Linked DNA regions of Mus musculus: regions 1 and 2 are each linked to region 3. The links are chromatin contacts, called in public HiChIP or PLAC-seq and promoter capture Hi-C maps. All regions are on one chromosome and are shown on one strand. The core of a region is the stretch at or near the end of the contact, and the rest is flanking DNA. Distances in the headings are between cores, read along the strand shown.

What was found. Promoter capture Hi-C pulls out the DNA fragments that hold promoters and counts their contacts. HiChIP or PLAC-seq counts read pairs in DNA pulled down with a chosen protein or histone mark.
Region 1: a promoter capture Hi-C map of macrophages shows a contact between it and region 3, with 6 read pairs. The contact joins the promoter of Trim30d here to the promoter of Trim12c in region 3. A contact is called at or near these places in 1 of 39 promoter capture datasets (macrophages), 2 of 115 datasets of contacts at active chromatin or transcription factors (bone marrow-derived macrophages and memory CD8 T cells) and 1 of 9 other capture datasets (macrophages).
Region 2: an H3K27ac HiChIP or PLAC-seq map of epiblast stem cells shows a contact between it and region 3. The contact joins the promoter of Trim6 here to the promoter of Trim12c in region 3. A contact is called at or near these places in 6 of 39 promoter capture datasets (3T3-L1-derived adipocytes, hematopoietic stem and progenitor cells, hippocampal neurons and 2 more), 2 of 15 datasets of contacts at CTCF or cohesin (large pre-B cells and pro-B cells), 5 of 484 Hi-C or Micro-C datasets (B cells, LSK cells, embryonic stem cells and 2 more), 8 of 115 datasets of contacts at active chromatin or transcription factors (embryonic stem cells, epiblast stem cells and extraembryonic endoderm stem cells) and 3 of 9 other capture datasets (adipose tissue, liver and macrophages).

What each region holds. Positions count from the first base shown.
Region 1 is chr7:104,506,110-104,509,340 of GRCm38.p6, reverse strand. Trim30d (tripartite motif-containing 30D) reads left to right here and starts at 1,492. Exons shown (of 8, transcript NM_199146.2): 1 at 1,492-1,670.
Region 2 is chr7:104,216,810-104,220,318 of GRCm38.p6, reverse strand. It overlaps Trim6 (tripartite motif-containing 6), which reads right to left and starts at 1,524. Exons shown (of 8, transcript NM_001013616.2): 1 at 1,436-1,524.
Region 3 is chr7:104,352,089-104,355,433 of GRCm38.p6, reverse strand. Trim12c (tripartite motif-containing 12C) reads left to right here and starts at 2,076. Exons shown (of 8, transcript NM_001146007.1): 1 at 2,076-2,240. Gm38525 (tripartite motif-containing protein 30A-like) reads left to right here. Exons shown (of 8, transcript XM_006508379.2): 8 at 1-875. Gm36430 (a long non-coding RNA gene) reads right to left here. Exons shown (of 6, transcript XR_003946847.1): 1 at 2,463-3,345; 2 at 200-291. It overlaps Trim30b (tripartite motif-containing 30B), which reads left to right. Exons shown (of 2, transcript NM_175648.2): 2 at 1-36.

The DNA of each region.
Region 1 (3,231 bases), core at 243-2,742, 150 kb before region 3:
CATTGGACACGCAAACTTTATATGCCCCAGTACAGGGGAATGCCAGGGCCAAAAAGGGGGAGTGGGTGGGTAGGGGAGTGGGGGTGGGTGGGTATGGGGGACTTTTGGTATAGCATTGGAAATGTAAATGAGCTAAATACCTAATAAAAATGGAAAAAAAAAAGAAAATACTAGGGCAGGAAAATGGGAGTGGGTGGGGAGGAGCACCTTCATAAAGGCAGGGGGAGGGGGGAATGGGATAGGGGTTTCCGAAGGGAAGACCTAGAAAGGAAAAAATATTTGAAATGTAAGTAAAGAAAATATCCAATTAAAAAAATCCTTAAAAAAAAAGAAAATAAGATTAGGAGTGTGGCATTATTGGAGAAGGTATGGCATGGGTGCAAGCTTTCAGGATTCAGTAAATTCTGGCCACCAACAACAACATTCTCTCTCTGCCTCGGGTTTGTGTCTAGTTTGTATCTCAAGTTGTGACTTCTCAATTCCTGCTCCAGCACCCTGTCTCCCTGCCTGGTGTCCTATGCCCCACTGTGGTGGTCATGAACTCTACTGTGAGCCCCAAATGAAACACTTTCCTTACAACTTGTCCCAGTCATGGTATTTATCACAGCAGTAGAAGAGTAACTAAGACAGACCACATGCAGGAGCCACCACACCTGATTTTGTACAGTGCTGAAGGAACACCATTGGCCTCCATAATGATAGGCAAAGACTACTCTCAGAGAAGCCCATTCAAAGCCCTACACATTTCTACCCTCTACTCGGGGAATGGTTTAGCAGTAGTACTGGTCTTTATTACAAATCCTAAAGCAAATGGGACCTTGTAAAACATTCTGGTGGGGGACTTCTGGAAGGGAGAAATGAATGGATGGATCAGATCAACACTGTGAAAGGACAAAGTCTATTCAGCCACAGAATACATAATCTGGAGGAGACCATGGGGCAGCTGGAGAGCGCTCGACACCTCACTACTCTCTCTGCTGTGAGGGTGGTGAGGTGTTTCTACCTGTCTCTGCACATGACTCCTTCCCATCCTATCCCTGATGGTTCAAAATCTTGCTTGTGTGGCAGCTTCCCTGAACTGCAACTTCCTTCCTGTTGTCATTCTGTAAGAGTCCAGCTCCAACCTTGGAGAAACACTGCAGTTTTCTGTTCCTAGCCCTGTTTATTTTTACCTTTATGTCACACTTGCCACCAAGGCAAAGCCAGTACAGGAGCTCAGGTGCAGGAGAAGCCCACATGGGAAAGGCTCTCATTCCATATTTATACACGGTCAGGAACTTTTTTTATTGATTGTATCATGAGTCTGAACAAGTGACACAACAAGTTCCTGAAGCTCTGAAAATGTCCCAAGCTCCTGAAAGACAGAGCTGACCCAAGGCAACTGACTCCCTCTGGTGGTAAAACTCCAGTTAATGATGAGGTACCACCCCATTGGTTGGTAGTTCTTTAGTTTCTTTTTCTCAGTTCCTGCCCTCAAAGTTTTAACTTTCATTTCTCTACTGGCTCTTCAGAGGAGCAGCACAGTTGGCTGAATCATCAGGACTTAGACTCTGGCCTGTATTTGTTCCTCTCCACAAATCCTGGGTCTCTTGGTTGGTATCTGAAGGTGTGAGCCAATTTTCAACTGCAGAGTTTGAAGAAATTTAGAAGAAGGCACAGTCTTTGCTCTGGTGAGTTTAAGTTGGAGTTAAAAAGCAGGAGGGTGTTGGAGGGGAACTGCTGGCTTCCTGCTGAGTATTGTGGGATGAGAGCCAGAGACAGGGTGGCCTAAAGGAAGACAGCTCTCATAGTATGTTAGGAGATGTCCAGTTGTTGTACCAAACATATTTCAGACTTTTCTAATCTTTAATTATGATTTGCATCATGAACCTTCTGCTCCAAGACAGACTTTGGTCTCCCTAAATAGAAGAAGTACAGCCAAAGGAGTGTATGAAAGCAAAACTTTAAGATTTCTTTGAGTAATAGTGGCTTTACACATGATTCTAAGGGCTCGTTCTCTATGCTGCTGTCTCTGTGATAGGAATTCTTGATCTCTGTGTAGCTTCCTATTAATGTACTTGTACTATGAAACAGTCCAAAGTCTGTAGAGAATCCCTAATGTCACTTAAAAGTCAGTACCATAGCCTGCCCTTGTCCTTGGGTCATAAAACCTAATCTAAAGAAGAAGAAATATCCAGGAGGTGTAATTTATTGAGGTGCATTTAGTGCATTGGAGGAGCACTTGCATGTTTGTACAAGACCCTAATTTAATCCCAACGAAAGAGACAGTGGATGGGGTAAAAGGAGGATTGGACAAGAGAGGGAGAGGGGGAGGGGGAGGGGGAGAGAGAGAGAGAGGGAGAGGGAGAGGGAGGGAGGAGAGAACAACACTGGTAAAGCACTCTCCAGAAGTGCCCAACCCAGGCTGACCTCATGGAATTGCCCTGTGTCGACCTCCCCAGCAGCTGAGATTACAAGTGTACATTAACCCCAGGAGAAACAGCATGGCCTCTTAATTGAGCTTAATGACATAAAAGAATCAAAGATGTCTGCTAATAGAAAGATCTAGAGATCTTGAGAACCATGAAAGAAAAGAAGGCAGTTGGAGCAGAGAATCCAGGCTTCCCCCAAGCTAATTTAGACACCAGAAGACACAGGTCAAGCCTTCCAGTGTCCAGGTTGGTTTGAGGGCTGTAAAGAGTCCACTCATGCCGGAAGTGGTGGCTCAAACCTTCAATCCCAGCACTTGGGAGGCAGAGGCAGGTGGATTTCTGAGTTGGAGGCTACCGTGGTCTACAAAGTGAGTTCCAGGACAGCCAGGGCTATACAGAGAAACACTGTCTAAAAGAAAAAGAAAAAAAAAAAAAAAACGAACAAACTGCTTTGGCTCCCTACAGGTTGAGCACATGCTACACCCACTCCAGTGCTCTCTGGATTCTCAAATGAAAGACACACACAAACCCACTCCCAAAAAGACACACAAAAACTAGATTAATTTTCATATGCCTTGATTAGCTCAAAGGCTGGACAGTTCTATTCCTCCCCCAGCACACAAACTCCCCTCTGGTATTCTTGGCTCAACTTGTTAAATGAAGATTTCATCTCTGCTATCCCAGACCTAACTGGAGGAATAGCCCTGATGGGCACTTACAGGAATTCTTATGCTACTTGTTGGCTTTCTCTCCTGGAGGTCTTGTCTCCTCCCCCTCTCCAAGTTCCTAGAAAATCTAAGGTCCCTGTTTGATCTCTCTA
Region 2 (3,509 bases), core at 275-2,774, 130 kb after region 3:
TTTCTTTGATGCTGAGGATCCAATCCAGGACTTTGTACAAGCACCGTACCAACTGAGCCACACACCCCAACTTCTTAGCATATTATTTCCAAAACTGGCTTGATAATGCATATTTTAAAAGTTAGGCATAGAGTTTGCCCATAATAACCTTGTTTGAGAATTTGCCATGCCCGGTGGTTTGCTGTTTTTCGACCTCTGCCCCAGTAAACGTTCACCAAAACTCTAGAATCCACCCATTGTATTGCTCTGTCCACGCTACATATTAAAAAAATGTTAAGGAGACGGCTCAGTGGGTAAGAGCACTGACTGCTCTTCCGAAGGTCCTGAGTTCAAACCCCAGCAAGCACATGGTGGCTCACAACCACCAGTAATGAGATCTGATGCCCTCTTCTGGTGTGTCTGAAGACAGCTACATTGTACTTATGTATAATAATAAATAAATTTTTTTTTTTAATGTTAAAGCTCAGAGGCTAAATAAACAGACTGGGGACATACGGCATCCAATTTTCAGGTCCTGTACTGAAACACACGCAACATAACTAGCTGTAACACCTATTTTTCTCAAATGACTGATAAAATAAATGTCCCTTTGCTGTGTCGGTAGCTCAGGCCTGTAATCGTAACACCAGAGAAGAGGGTTGGAATCAAGAAGATGGTTAGCGATAGGGTAGCTTGGGTTATAGAAGGATATATCTGAAAAAAAATTGAGTTTACATACATACTTTTAGAATACATAAATTCAATGCTCCCTATCTCAGCCAAGTTATTCACAATAAATCACCTCACTGTCTCGGCCTGCCTCCGTCAGAAGTGACTCAGCAGAGTAACGGGGCGGTAGGCACCCCCAGAGAAGGTCCGCAGATGAAGAGTACCCGGTAGGCAAACTTCTCCAGAGCACGTCCGGAAGCCTAATTCCGAGGGCCAGAAATCCTGGCTGGGGTCTGTTCCTAACTCCGCCCAGCTTGCCTCGGCTTCCTCTGGAGAGGCCCTAGGGCTCCTAGCTCCGACTGGTTGCAGCCGGTGTAGACCGGGTCGGGGCAGGTAGAGTAGCTCATCTCCCAACTCTTCCTGGAAGAAGCCGGGCCTGCTTGGGAGGGGGTTGGGGGTTGGGGGGAATAAACCTACTTCCTGGAGCTGGGGGAGGAGATGTTGACCTCTGAATCCACTCGGGACTCCGAACGGGAATCTCCCAGAGCAGTGTGCCTTTGCCTCCAAAATCCAGGTTCAACGCCCGTTTCCCGCTTAGGGCTATAGGAATACTGCCTATTCCTAGCCGCGAACATGCCTCTCCAATGCTTCCCAAACTCAAGGAAACTCAAAGAGGCAGTCCCGCAACTCTTCTTGCACGCGTGAGCCCCAACACAAATAGTAAGGCAGCACAGACTCTACACACCAGTGGGACAGCAACGACTGGTCAGAAAATGGGTTTGCTCACCAATCTGGAATCCGTGCCTGGATCAGTGCCGAGGACTTGCAGCCAAGGAGACGGCTCCTTCCAGTACTAAAGCCGGACTCCAGGAAAAAGGGGCGGGCCTGGCGGAGGAGGCGGGGCTGACCCCTGTGCTGGCTGGGACCAAACCCCGGGTCAGAAATGCGAAGATGCCCTAGACAAGTCTATGGAACAGTCTTTAAGAACATCATCATTAGAGACTTAGGCTTTCTACCGTATGCAAGTGTTTAATACACCTGTTCTCACTATCAATATATTGAAATGTCTAAAGAATAAAAGGTCTAGCCATACAATTAAAAGGTGACTGCATTTGATGGATTACAAAAATCTGCCAACTTTAAATTACCTGTGTGTATCTCTAATTTTAACGCATGGAACCAAAAGACTACTTTTATACTGAAGTACTTATACATTTACATATGCAAACTGAACTGGACTGGAACTGGACTGTAAGGGTTTTGGGTTTTTTGTTTGTTTGTTTGTTTTTAAGATTTATTTATTTATTTTATGTATATAAGTACACTGTTGCTGTCTTCAGACACATCAGAAAAGGGCATCGAATTCCTATTACAGATGGTTGTGAGCCACCATGTGATTGCTGGGAATTGAACTGAACTACTCAGGAAAAGCAGTCGGTGCTCTTAACCACTGAGCCACCTCTCTAACCCCTAGACTGTAAGTTATTAAAGGCAGGGCTACTGTGAAAAGAAAAGAATGCCAAACTTCCTGGTTTGGGAGACTGACAACCCAACTGATCTCAGAAGATGGGGGGAGGGGGAAAGACTTTGGGGAGGAGCTGGGGGTGGAGTAGGAAGTGGCTCAGCAGTAAATTGTTTGCCTTACCTGCATGAGCCTGTGAACTGGGCTGACTCACAATTGTAATTCAGCATTAGGAGACTGAGGCAGGAGGATTACTCATAAATTTAAACCAGCCTGGGCTACAGAGTGTTTTTGCCTCGAAAAACTTAAAACACAAAATGAAAAGTCAAGTCAGGAATAGATGTTTGGAGTGAGGATGGGAAAACATGGTGCAAGCATTCCTTTTTTTTTTTTTTTTTTTTTCTGGTTTTTCAAGACAGGGTTTCTCTGTAGCCCTGGCTGTCCTGGAACTCACTTTGTAGACCAGCCTGGCCTCAAACTCAGAAATCCGCCTGCCTCTGCCTCCCAAGTGCTAGGATTAAAGGTGTGTGCCACCACGCCTGGCTGGTGCAAGCATTCTTAAGAATCATAGAAAAACAGAGCAGAGAAGATGGGACGCTCAATGTCTAACATACAAGGGTAAGGTTTATTTGGTTTTGAGACAGGGTGATGTGACATGCATATTTCTCCCAGGCTGATTTCAAACTTGCTGTGTAGCTGAGAATGGTCCAGATTCTGCTTCTGTGGTGGTGGCGGTATTGCAAGCGTGCATCCCCTTGCCCCAGCTGATCCAGTGTTGAGCATTGAACCCAGGCTTTGTGCGTCCGGGCAAACACTCTGCCAATGGGATTAGCTCCTAAAAGAGATTTATAGACAGCACAAATAGGTGGCACCATCATATGGAGGAAGAATTTGGTAAGATCTCAAAGACAGGGAATGTGGGATGAGAGGATCTCTGAATGTGTGGTTCTTCAAGATTTCTGTGTTCTTACACTCCTTTGATTACTCCAGACTTGGTTGTTCTGTTACACAAAATTGCTATGGAGCCTGAGTTTGCCTGCTGGTATCATGGTTGGGGGTTCTCTGGATTGTCTCTTTAAATTCCAAATCAGTTCTCAGAATTGTAACTTTGTTTGTTTGGTTTGTTTGTTTGGACAAGGTTTCTTTGTATAACTGCCCTGGCTGCCCTAGAATGCCTTTGTAGACCAGGCTGGCCTTGAACTCAGAGATCTGCCTGCCTCTGCATTCCTGATTGCTCGGATTAAAGGAATAAACCACCATGCTTGTTGAATTGTAGCGTCTCTTCTCTTCTGTTCCATTATCCTTGAAGGAAATCATGGGGCTTTGCTCCTGAGTCATGCATACAACTCTTAGCCTTGAAGAATTGAGCCAGCCAGGAAGTCTGAGTAAGAATAAACAG
Region 3 (3,345 bases), core at 827-3,326:
ATCTACATTTATACTTAAGATAAAAATGTTCAAATTAATAGATCTTCAAAATTCTTTTTGTTTAATATTTCCTCTCAAATAGTGTTCCATGGGAATCCCTTTCCTCTGTTAGAAATAAATGTCAATGTATATTGTACACAGTTAGAATCACACACATGGTAGCACTGCTCACTGAAAGTGTGGCCAGTGCTTTGCTCACCTGGTCATCTTCATCCTTTTCACTGAGGTCAGAGGGTAATGGCAGACTAAATATAAAGTCTAATCTTTGCAGAGTTGGGAGTGGAATTCTGCCTAGAGAGAACATTCATGCAGAGTTAGATCATAATCTGGGTATTTAATAGTTTTAATTCCCAAACAGGCCTTAGGAAGAAACAGAGAAAGCCTTAAGTAAAATGTAGAAAAGACAGAGACATGGTAGCTCTTGCCTCTATATTTCCAGGAATTAGAAACTATCCTAACACTCTAAATACTTGGTGAGTTCTAGGCCAGGCTTGAATATAGACTAAATCCCTGCCTCAAAAGAAATGTTAGAGGGTTTTTCATAACTATTAACATTTCAGAAGACTTGGAACATCAAAGCATTGTTTGTAAGCAATTGTGTCCACAGCAAGAACAACAGTGAGGCTTATGACCTCATCAAGATATGAAATTTAGGTAAGTGTATAGCTATGGATAGAGCACTAGCCCAGCATCCACAAGGACCGTGGTTCAATCACTGAAGTCAAAAGCCAAACTAAACAACAACAGCAAAAGTTCATGATCCCAGCACTGGGGAGGCTAAGGGAGCTAGAGCTCATTTAGGGTCAGTCTATCTGAAAGGAAGAAGAGTATAAGACAGTTGTAAGTATGTGAAATAAATTCAAACTACAGAGTTATGTCTGCTGTCACTCATCATTCCATATTTCAGTAGATCTGAGACTGTAGGGAAATAATTAGAGAGGCAAACAGGAAAGGGGATGAGACAGGTGATGGTGGCTTCTCCAACATTCACTCACACAACTGACTTTCTTTAATTAATTTGTGATTTATTTATTTATTCTTCTCTTTCTTTCTCCCTTCCTTTTCTCTTTGGAAAGCTTCAGGTGTTTCCCATGCCATCCTGATGTCAGTCACCATAGCTGAGGATGGCTTTGAGCTCCTGATCTCATGCAGCCAGCTGCAAGGCAGTGGCATCCTGTGCTGGTTTGAATAACAATGGCCCCAGAGGCTAAGATTTTTTGGATACTTGGTTCTTAGTTATCAGGACACTGTTCAGGAAAGATTAGGAGTGTGGCATTCTTGGAGAAAGTATGGCATGGGTGCAAGCTTTCAGAATTCAGTAGACTCTGAACCCCACCATCATTCTCTCTCTGCCTCAGGTTTCTGTAAGATGTGTCTCCAGTTGTGACTTCTCACTTCCTACTCCAGCACCTGCTCCAGCTCACTGCCTGTTATCAGGTTCTCCACTGTGGTGGTCATGAACTTTAACCCATAGGAACTGTGAATGCCAAATTAAACACTCTCCTTGTAACTTGTCCTAGTCATGGTATTTATCAGAGAAGTAGAAGAGTAAGTAAGACAGACCGCAGGGGCCACCACACATGGTTATATACACTTCTGAGGACCATCCCAGTGCTCCATGCTTGATAGGCAAGCACTATGTCAACTGTACCTCATTCTCAGCTCTACAGATTTCTCCCTTCTAATTCCGGTACTGCTGAGTCACTATATAGGTGTTCAATACACCTCTAAGCCAAATAGGAACCTCCAAGATATTCTGGTGAGGGACTCCTAGAAGGGAGGAAATGAATGGGTGGATCAGATCAGCACTGGAAAAGGACTAAGTCTGTTGAGCCACACAATACATAATCTGGTGGAGACTATTGGGCAGCTGGAGAGCCCTCTGCAGCTCATTACTCTCTGCTGTGAGGGTGGTGAGGTGTTTCTGCCTGGCTCTGCACATAACTCCTCCCCAGTCTCCAGAGCCAGCCAATGCTGATATGAGGATAACTTCCTCAGTCAGTGTGGGCCCTGCAGGCTTATGCAAAGGCATCTCATTGGTCTGTAGAGTTGTGGTTTCTGTTTCATTTCCAGCTCTCAAACTTTCGTTTCTCTAGCTTCGAGTCGGAAATACCTTGAAGTTCTGGATTGGTTAGTTAATTCTCCCTGGTTTACAACTTTCTGGCGTCTGATAACGGGCTGAGCAATTTTAGGGGGCAGACTTTTGAAGACTTTGAAAGGAGAACATTGCTTTTGCTTGGGTGAGTTTATCCTGTAAAAGCGGGGGAGGGGAAGGGGGAGGGGCTGCCGGCCTCTGGCTGAAAATGCAAATGGGGGAGCTTGAGGGAGGTGCCTCCTCAACAACAACAACAAAACACCACCACCACCAACAACAACAACAACAACAAAACTACTTTAAAGTTGTGTTTTTTCCAGGTTTAGTCTCCCCCTTCAGTTTCACAATCTGTAATTTTGAATTGTACCTTGTGCACGAGACCCAGAGCGTTGTTTCCTACCACAGACATTCCCTTTCCAGGCAGCAAAGCTGGATCAGAGCCTCTGCTTTTCAATGTGTTTTTGTGTGATAAAGTGGTACTTCCGCATACTTTAGGGCTTTGGTTCTTTACCGGATCGGACTCGTTTGAATGACCTTTTCACAGGAGTTGCACTTTAGATATCTCGCATATCATATATTCATATTATGATTCACAACAGTAGAAAAATATAGTTATGAGGTAGCAAATACCACAGTTTTATGGTTGGGGTCAATACAACACGAGGAAGTTTTCTAAAGAGTTGCAGCATTAGGAAAGTTGCAAAATACTCCTCTAAGAGTCCCAGAGTTTCTCTCAGTTTAGTACCAGAGACTGAGAGCCTGTTATTTAGTCACAGACCCTGTTTGACAGTCCCAAGCCTGGGAATAACTTCAGCTATTATCTTTCCCCTTCCGATATTTTCTCCATACCAATATAGACTTCAGCCCAGCTTGAGATTCCAGATAAACAGGAGGCAGAAGGATTATAAATTGATGGCCATCATCAGCAACTCAATAAGACTCATTCATAGAATATTTTTTTAAAAGACATCTGTGACTTAGTTCAGTGATAGAGTACTTTTCAAGCTTTGGGTTCAGTTCCCACGCAGAGGGGAAGGGGTGTTTGAAGATGGGAAAACTACTATGAGCATGCTCCAGTGACACATCTGAAGATTTCCCCCAAAGTGCCAGCTTTTGTAAGGTTTCTTGGAGAGAGGATACATTTTATGTTGCCCAGACTGGTCTCCAGCTTGTCCGACAGCCCCAGCCCCAAGTCTCTGTAGTGTCAGGAGCACATGACTGCAATAGCCTCTTTCTACCTTTAAAGAAAG